3 separate regions of the Mus musculus genome follow, and regions 1 and 3 are each linked to region 2. Evidence: chromatin contacts called from public promoter capture Hi-C data. All regions are on one chromosome and are shown on one strand. Each heading gives the region's core, a stretch centred on a gene start, on an enhancer-like site or on the middle of the called end of the contact. The rest is flanking DNA. Distances are from core to core; before and after follow the strand shown. Region 1 holds the start of Rab40b (Rab40B, member RAS oncogene family). Region 2 holds the start of Narf (nuclear prelamin A recognition factor). Region 3 holds the start of Tbcd (tubulin-specific chaperone d).

Evidence for each region. Promoter capture Hi-C pulls out the DNA fragments that hold promoters and counts their contacts. Capture Hi-C pulls out chosen DNA fragments and counts their contacts.
Region 1: a contact with region 2 is called in a promoter capture Hi-C map of embryonic stem cells. The contact joins the promoter of Rab40b here to the promoter of Narf in region 2. A contact is called at or near these places in 2 of 39 promoter capture datasets (embryonic stem cells and liver), 1 of 484 Hi-C or Micro-C datasets (embryonic stem cells), 1 of 115 datasets of contacts at active chromatin or transcription factors (microglia) and 2 of 9 other capture datasets (adipose tissue and pancreatic islet).
Region 3: a promoter capture Hi-C map of adipose tissue shows a contact between it and region 2. The contact joins the promoter of Tbcd here to the promoter of Narf in region 2. A contact is called at or near these places in 7 of 39 promoter capture datasets (the HPC-7 cell line, embryonic stem cells, fetal liver and 4 more), 7 of 484 Hi-C or Micro-C datasets (the N1E-115 cell line, beige adipocytes, cortical neurons and 1 more), 3 of 115 datasets of contacts at active chromatin or transcription factors (the SCID.adh cell line, extraembryonic endoderm stem cells and memory CD8 T cells) and 3 of 9 other capture datasets (adipose tissue, liver and pancreatic islet).

Annotation. Positions count from the first base shown.
Region 1 is chr11:121,386,852-121,389,551 of GRCm38.p6, forward strand. Rab40b (Rab40B, member RAS oncogene family) reads right to left here and starts at 1,400. Exons shown (of 6, transcript NM_139147.3): 1 at 1,147-1,400. The coding sequence starts at 1,291. It overlaps Mir7236 (microRNA 7236), which reads right to left and starts at 353; the gene lies at 294-353.
Region 2 is chr11:121,235,822-121,238,521 of GRCm38.p6, forward strand. It overlaps Narf (nuclear prelamin A recognition factor), which reads left to right and starts at 1,415. Exons shown (of 11, transcript NM_026272.3): 1 at 1,415-1,530; 2 at 2,598-2,696. The coding sequence starts at 1,504.
Region 3 is chr11:121,450,624-121,453,323 of GRCm38.p6, forward strand. It overlaps Tbcd (tubulin-specific chaperone d), which reads left to right and starts at 1,368. Exons shown (of 39, transcript NM_029878.4): 1 at 1,368-1,605. The coding sequence starts at 1,422.

The sequences.
Region 1 (2,700 bases), core at 150-2,649, 150 kb after region 2:
AGACCATGTTGACAACAGAAAACAGACAAAAGCAACAGAAGTGCAGTGGGCCTTGCTCAAGCCAACCAGCAGCAAGTCTGCTCACATGTCATCCACATCTTTCTCTCTGCCCACATCAGTCATTTACTGTGGGACTCACGTCCCCTTTGGGGGCTTGTTAAACGTTTTACTCTTTTGCCTCTGCTGAAGCCTGGGTGTTTCATTGAGCACCAGGACCTGAAGACAGCCCTGTCTTCAGTCACGCCCTTGTTCTCGCAGTAATGCTGTCCAACAGAGCTTTGTCCTAAAGGAAAGGTCTAAATCTGTGCGGTCCAACCTGGTAGTTAAATGGCATTGGACCACACAGTTTTAGGGCCTTGCCTTGTGGCATTGCCAGGGGGCTGGAGATGCAGGAAGCAGTCTGCAAGCCCAAAGAACAGAGGGTGGCAGGCCTCAGGGCAGGGTCTGTATTAGAAAGGTGTGTTGAAACCCCCACAACAACACAATAGGCATTCACTGAAGTCTGTGCACAGCCACAGTCAAAGGGATGGATCACTACGTGACTATTCTTGGATGTTCTGCTCAGGATTCTGCCACTCTGTCTCCTTCCTCTGGGGTGCAAGATCTTAAACTTCAGGCTTCTAGGACACTCACTGCTCACTGCCCTGGAGCCTGAGACGCTCTGGTCTCACCCGTGTCCAGTCTCCTGGACTCCAGTCTCTTAGTTGGGTTCCTTCCTACACCCTAGCCAATTCTACAGGGTCACTTAGATTCCTCTTCCTCCTCTTGGAAGTCCTGTCCACTAGGACACAGAGCTTAGTGCTTGGAATCAAAGGCTGGAGTCTAGTCTTGCTACTCTCTGCTTGCAGTTCCACGCACCAAAAGGTCATAGCCTCAGAGACTGTGGTCTCAGACCTCAGCTCCGTGGACCGCTGTCTCTCTGCCCACGCCTCCTGTAATCCCACACACTTCTCCGAACACGTAGCTAGCACCTGCGATGTCCCTCGACGACCACCCTGAGCTGCTTTGCGGACTCCGTCCACAGAGCGCAGTCTTCCCCAGCATGCGGTTCCTAGCCCTGCCCAGCCGCTCCCGGGACCCACGCTGGAGAGGCCGCTCGCACCGACACCCCAGCGCTGCGCCTCCGGGTGCTGCAGCCGCGCTCACCCGCCGGGTGGCCGTAAGGAGACTCGGCTGCTCCGTCCTGCAAGCTGGCCAGGATCTCTCCCTTGCCCACGTCGCTGTCGCCCACCAACAGGAACTTAAGTAGAAAATCGTAGGCCCGCACCGGGCTGCCCAGGGAGCTCATCATGCCGGCCCAGCCACCCCGCCCATACCGGCCCAAGGCTGCGCGCAGGCGGCGGAGGGTCCCCGAGCGCCGCGGGCCCCTCGAACGCTCCACCGGTCGGGGGAGCTTGACAGCTGAAGAGCCCCGCCCACCTTACCTTGCCATTGGCGAGCCTCAGTTGCTGAGGTATATACACATGCTCATTGGTTAGCAAGCTCGCCCATCTATTTCTTTACGCCTCCGCACCACGCCCACCGCCTCTCCTGGGAGGACTTGTTGCCTAAGCCAATGGAGGTCCGAAGGCCGAGCCAGAAGAAACCGAAGGGGGGGGGAGAGGTTTGCTCCTGCAAACCAATGGAAGAATGGCATAGAGAGGAGGGGCGTGGTCAGTGTTTACTCCCTCCCCTGTATCAGTGCGTAACAGGAGTTGGCTCCAGATTGGTGTGGGAAGTGTTGAATCCCTGCCTGGAAACGAGAATTTGTCCCACAGCTCCACAGAGCTTTGAATGCTAGCGTGAGAGCTTAGCATGTTCATGTGTTCATGTAGGCATCAGATGTAACTAAAGTTACAGGTAGTTGTGAGTTTCAGCACCAAGTGGACACATGGACAAGTGCACCTCTAAAGGTGTCTGCTAGTGGGTGCCTCGAGGTCTCCACGGGTTTCTGTCCATGCATGTCAGTGTGAGTGTGTGTGTGTGTGTGTGCATCGTGTGCCTGTGAGGTTGTTGTCAGAGAGCACATGACGGGGACCTGTCTGTCTCTGATCTCTTTTACCCCAAGGGAGCAGTGAATCTGCTCTCTGTTCAGGAGCACCTCACCAGTGGGAACTAAGTTATTTAGAGTAATCATAGTTTAGCATCCCCGCTACCTACATCTTTATACAACCTGAAGTGGAAGCACCTCTTGCAATCGTGCCTCCTCTCTGTTAAGAAGGATACATTTCCGGATGGAAAAGAAAAAGCAGTGGATGAAAATTACGAAAGCATTTGTGAACATTGTTCTAAGCGCCACAGCTGTGCTGTGATTCAGGACAAGGCCGGTTTGGCTCAGAACAGGCTGGTCTTGGAGCAAGGTGACCGCTGCCTCCCTGCAGGAACACTATCCTTTCAAAGAGTTGACTATAATAAGCTCTAATTACAAGATATGGCTGCCAGTCTAGAATAGGTAATTGAGATAGGGTTTTTCGAGACAGGGTTTCCCTGAGTAGCCCTTTCTGTCCTGAAACTGGCTTTGTAGATCAGGCTGGTCTTGAGATCTGCCTGCCTCTGCCTCCTGAGTGTGGTATTAAAGACATCGGCCACCACTACCCAGCTAGAATGGATGGTCTCGCTGAGCCATTTTTGACTCAGAATACTATCTTTGACTCAAGATTACACTGTTGCTAACCAAGAATACCTGAGCTGTAATTATTTCAGAGGACCATGACATGGCAA
Region 2 (2,700 bases), core at 165-2,664:
ATGATATGTTTAAACTCAGCTTTTAGAAGGCACTGAAAAACAAACTCCATTTAACAAGCTAATTCAGAGAATTTAGGGCTGGGGATGTGACAGCCAGCTGTAACTTGGGGGCACTGTTACTGCTGGTCCAGAAACAGGCTGCTCTCAGTTATTAGAGACACTTCCCTCGGTAAACCATTATCCTATAATCTCATTCTATTATTGACATTCCAGGTCAAAGGTCAGTGGCCTTTAAGGGATGCCTGGTACTATAGTAAGTTTCTTTAGCTGTCCCAGGGGAGTTATATGTACATTATTACACAGGACGATTCTCTTGCCCAGCTGTGGATTCCATAGATAAGGTACATCTTTTGTATATTATGTAACTTGCCCTATTCTGTAGGTGGTGTGCAGCTATGATATCTACTTTATAAAGCTTTCCTTTAGCCTTCTTCCAGCATGCTGTTTGGCTCTAAAGCCGCTGTCCTTCAGGTAGGAGTAAGAATGCACTTATTTAATTTAAATTTGAATTGAGTCTGTCTTTGGTCTTTCCCAGGGGATTGGAACACAACAAAAGAATAATGCATTTAATCTGCCTTGGAGACAGGTCTCACTGTGTAGCAGTATAGGGCAGTGTTGGCTTTAATTTTATCATTTTCCTGCCTCAGCCTCCTGAGTGTTGGGTAATTGCCAATAGGCCTGCTCATCCTACCTGTCATTTTGTTTGTAGACAGGTACATGTGTAGTACTGGCCGTCCTGGAACTCAGAGATCTGCCTTGCTCTGTCTCCTGGGTTCTGGGACTAAAGGCATGCGCTAACTCGCCAAGATTCAAGGTCAGCCTACTTTGAATCTACACGCCAGACTCAGCAGCATTGCCCATAAAGCAAAGCAAGCCTGCTGCGCATGTGCACTTGTGCCGCACCGGCCTACGTGAGGCTTCGCTGGCTGGTCATGGCGGCGGTAGAGGGCGGCGCCGGCTCCGCCCTCCAGGAGACGCAGTAGAGCAGAACTTACGACGCTAACTTGATTGAGCGGGCCAGGCCGCGGCCACTGAGCAAGGCGCTCTGAGGTCGCCGCGATTCGGCCTCGTCCGCTCGGTCAGCGCACTCTTCCTGCCTCATACGCCCGCCTTTGCCAACTTTCCCCATTAGTCCTTAACCAGGCAAAAACTGACAGGAGGATATGTCCCGGCCGGGCAACTACTAGTCGAGGGACAAGCTCCACCCCCGTTCTCTGATTGGCTCCTGGGAGGGACCTGCCACTTCCTCACACTCTCATTGGCTTAAGCGGCGGAGGCGGGGTGAGCGTGCCATACCATCCTTGCACTCTTTTCATTGGCTCAGGGGTGTGGCTCATCTTGCTTAGGCTCTCTCATTGGTCTACTACAGTCCTTGGGGCGGGGCCTCCGTGCAAGAAGACAACAAAGGGTCGCAGGTCGCTAGCGGGCGGCAGGCGGCGGTGTTCCAGTCTTCCTTACTCCTCACAGCTTAGGCGCGTCGGCCTCCTGCCAGTCCCACTCCAGATGAAGTGTGAGCACTGCACACGAAAGGTGGGTGCGTCGTCCGGCGGGGCTAGGGGCGAAAGCCAAGGCTGGAATCGGTGGTGAGGGTCGGGCTCAGCCGGGTGCACCTTGCTCTGTTATGTCGGCCTCTGACAGCCATCACCTGTCTGCAGAGGACTGGGCGGCGAGCTGGCTGTTGTCCACTGCAGGCGAGTGCACCGCCGGGACTGTCCGTGGAAGCTACTGTTCTGGGGCCGGGGATTGATCTCAGTCCCGGCACCCTGTTGTGGAAGTGAACGATTAATAAAGTAATTAGAAATGATGCTTTGAGCGGCTCTTCTACTTAAACAACAACAAACTTCAATACAACGAAGTGGAGAAGGAATAAAGGGCAGGCAGGCCCTCCTGTCCTGCTCCACTAGGTGGCTGAAGTGACTGACAGCTGCCTCACTTGCCTTCACACGTGATGCATGTGCAGGAATCTCGTTTGGTTTTTTGTTTTTTTACAGGAATTGTATCATATCCAAATACTCCATACGTTGTTTTTTTTTTTTTTCAGAGAATCGCCTGTAATCTTGTGTAATAGCCACATCTAAATGTTCTTATATATATTACCGTTAGATCACTTCCTGTTCTTCATTACTACTACAAACAATACAAATGGAGGGTGTGAGTGTTTATGTGTACCCTTCTATAAGTATGGATGATTTTATTTTGTAGAAAGGGTTTCTTAGAAGTAAGATCGACTGCTCAGGATATGTTTTGGTTTTTGGCATCACACTAAATTATTCTTGACTGAGCTCGGTGGTACACACCAATGATCCCAGTGCTTGAGAGACTGAGGCAGGAGCTCAAAGTTAGACAGTGCAATTTATCAAGACCCTATCTCATTAAAAAAAAATATGGTAGCACACATCTTAATCTGAGCACTCAGGAGGCAGAGGCAGACTTTCTGTGAATTTGAGGTCAGCCTGGTCTACATGGTGAGTTCCAGGACAGCCAGGACTATGTAGAAAGACTTGATCTAAAAAGGAAAAAAATAGATAAATAAAAATAGAGAAAAGAAAAATAATTTTCCTTTCTAACATCCCCCATCCTTTTTTTTTTTTTTAAAGGAATGTAGTAAAAAATCAAAAACTGATGACCAGGAGAATGTGTCCAGTGATGGGGCCCAGCCAAGCGATGGGGCCAGCCCAGCCAAGGAGAGTGAAGAGGCAA
Region 3 (2,700 bases), core at 118-2,617, 210 kb after region 2:
CCTCAGCGGCTGAAGCCCCAGGTACCGCAGGCGAATAGGGAAGGAAGCCACCATGCTAGCCCGTTTGGCTCCGGTCCTTCAGTTACAATCACTGCCAGACACTCTCTAGCACCTCACTGTTTTCTATTTTTTTAGATTTTATTTTGCGTACTCATGTGCTGAAATATGTGTGTATAGGTCAGAGTACAACTTGTGGTTCTCTTCTTCTTCCACTATGTGAGGACCAAACTTGTTACCCCACAACATATCTGAGAAGACTGCTAGGATCTATATTTAAGCCAATAGAAAGTCTTTATTAGCAGGCCAGTGACTACCCTGGGTATTCTGGATCCCAGCAAAACAGTGATCCTTCTCATGAACTTTTAACCACACACACACACACACACACACACACACACACACACACAAATATGTTCTAGGTTGACATACTTCAGTTATCAACAATAGTGAGCGAGAAGTAGAACTAGAGAAGCCAAAAAGCAAAGTTAGCACATTCAGAAACTTTTCAGGACCTACGGACTTTGAAGGATCAAGTCTTTGTTTTTTAGTTTGCCCCGTGGGTGCTGTCGAATGAGTTTTACAGCCTGAATGGCACTTTAATCATGGAGTAGGATGTGCTAAGGTTTGGGGGCCTACTGTTACACATTCAACTCCCGAGGCTTAGTGAAGGAGACTTTGCACACTAAACTATCTAACCACTCCAGTCTTCTACTTCCCAGTGAGGTCTGTTCTGGTGAATGCAGGGCCAGCAGCGTATAGCTCACGTCTTTTCTCAGGACTGCTTTGGGTGGTCATGATGGTGCTGTTTGAGGTCACGGCAAAAGCCTTCATCCTGGAGCAATACCCCATTGTCTCCTACACCCTTAAAGCACCCCCCCGCGCCCCACTCCTGCAGGTGCTCAGACATCATTGCCCCATTCTTGCCCCCACACTCAAAACCCATTCCTCCCCTGCGTTCATACACCACCCGTCCTATTCTGGCTCTTTCTACTAGTTCAGCTTTCCTGCGCTGTCCACACTAGCTCAAAACCTTCCATGTTCCTGCCCCCAATTTCAAACCCAGTTATTTCCTTAACCTTACACACACTCAAGCTCCAGAAGGCTTCCAACACTAGAGTTCATTCCCTGTAAAGATCGTACCGGCCCACTGCTCCGGCCACACCCTCCTTAGCCCCACCTCTTTTGGGCTCCACCCACTCCCTGTTGAGGCTGTAGACATTGGAGGCTTAGTTTTTCTGGTGCTTCCCTTCACTCACGCAAGCATCATTTTGCGCGCTGAGCCGACTTCGCGTGAGCTGTTTTGTTGGCTTGCGCGCCCCGTAGTTGGGGGTCGAAGGTCTCAGGGCGGGGCTGGCAGTTCTCGTGCTGTATCTCTTTTCTTCCCGGTTGCCGGTAGGGTTCTTACGGAAGCTGCTGGCAGGATGGTACTGAGCAATGAGCCGGCTGCGAGCGCCGCCGAGGAGGAGGTGGAGGATGATGCGCTTGTTCGCGCCTCCGCCCTGGAAGCGTTCGGCGAGAGTGCGGAGACCCGCGCGCTGCTCCGCAGCTTGCCGGCGGTGCACAGAGAGCGCGCGTCCCGGGAGGTGGCGGAGGAGCGGTTCCGCGGTGCGGGCGGGGCCCCGAGTCTCTATCTTGAGGTCCTTGCATCTGGGAGGAAGGGACCTGGGGAGCCATACCTCCTGCCTTCCCTGCCATGTCCAGGAACTGAGCAAAGCATGCTTGAGACCTCTCTGTGGATAGGGAGGGAACCAGCAGAATTGTTGGATGAACCTGCCTCCTACGAGAGCGCTCATGGCAAGCAAAGAGGAGCGGTCTGGCACGGCGCTCCTATGGGGCTGCGCTATGAGGCCAGGATTCTGCAAACTCAGAGCTCCACGTTTATCTGGGATCTCCGTTCCAGGCAGAGCAGGAGAGTGGACAGTGCCATTAGATTCCTTTGGTGGTTCTAAATCCCCCAAGTTTAGGTAGGCCTTTACAGTCGTTTGTAATGGATACTGTCCGTCATAGTTTTTGTCAACCTTACACAAACCTAGACATACCTCGGAAGAAATCTCAAGTGAGTAATTGCCACCACCAGATTGGCTTGTGGGCATGTCTTTGCGATATTTCTTTAATTACTAATTGATAAAGGACGGCCCAGCCCACCGTGAGATGTACCATCCCTGGCCTGTGGCTCTGAGCTGTATAAGAAAGACAGCTGAACTTGAGCCTAGGAGCAAGCACGCAAGACTCCTCCGTAGTTTCTGCTTCTATTTGCTTTGATTCATCCCTACACTTTTCTCAGTGATGGGCTGTGAAAGCCAAATAAACCCTTTCTTCCTCAAGTTGATTTTTGGCCAGTTTCATCACAGCAACAGAAAACAAAGACAATGTCCAAATGAGCCCTTTGATAATTAGAGTTTTGTACTTGAACAAAATCATCTTTGTGTATTCCTTAGCTAAAAACATTCTCTCCATAATGTCTTTTTTTTTTTTTTTTTTTTTTTGGATGGGGCTCTAGTTTTTGGGTAAGACAGAGTGGTGGGCTTTGTCTGAAGTGGCAGGTGAGAACTGCAGAGGCAGAGAAACCATTGGATTGGGTAGAAACATTAATTTGCTGGTAGGGGTTGGAAAGCAGGTGACCAGGGTTGGGGAGGTTGTACAGTTATTGGTTTGAACATTGTTGGAAATGAAAGGCATCGTGCTAGGCAGGGGAGGGCT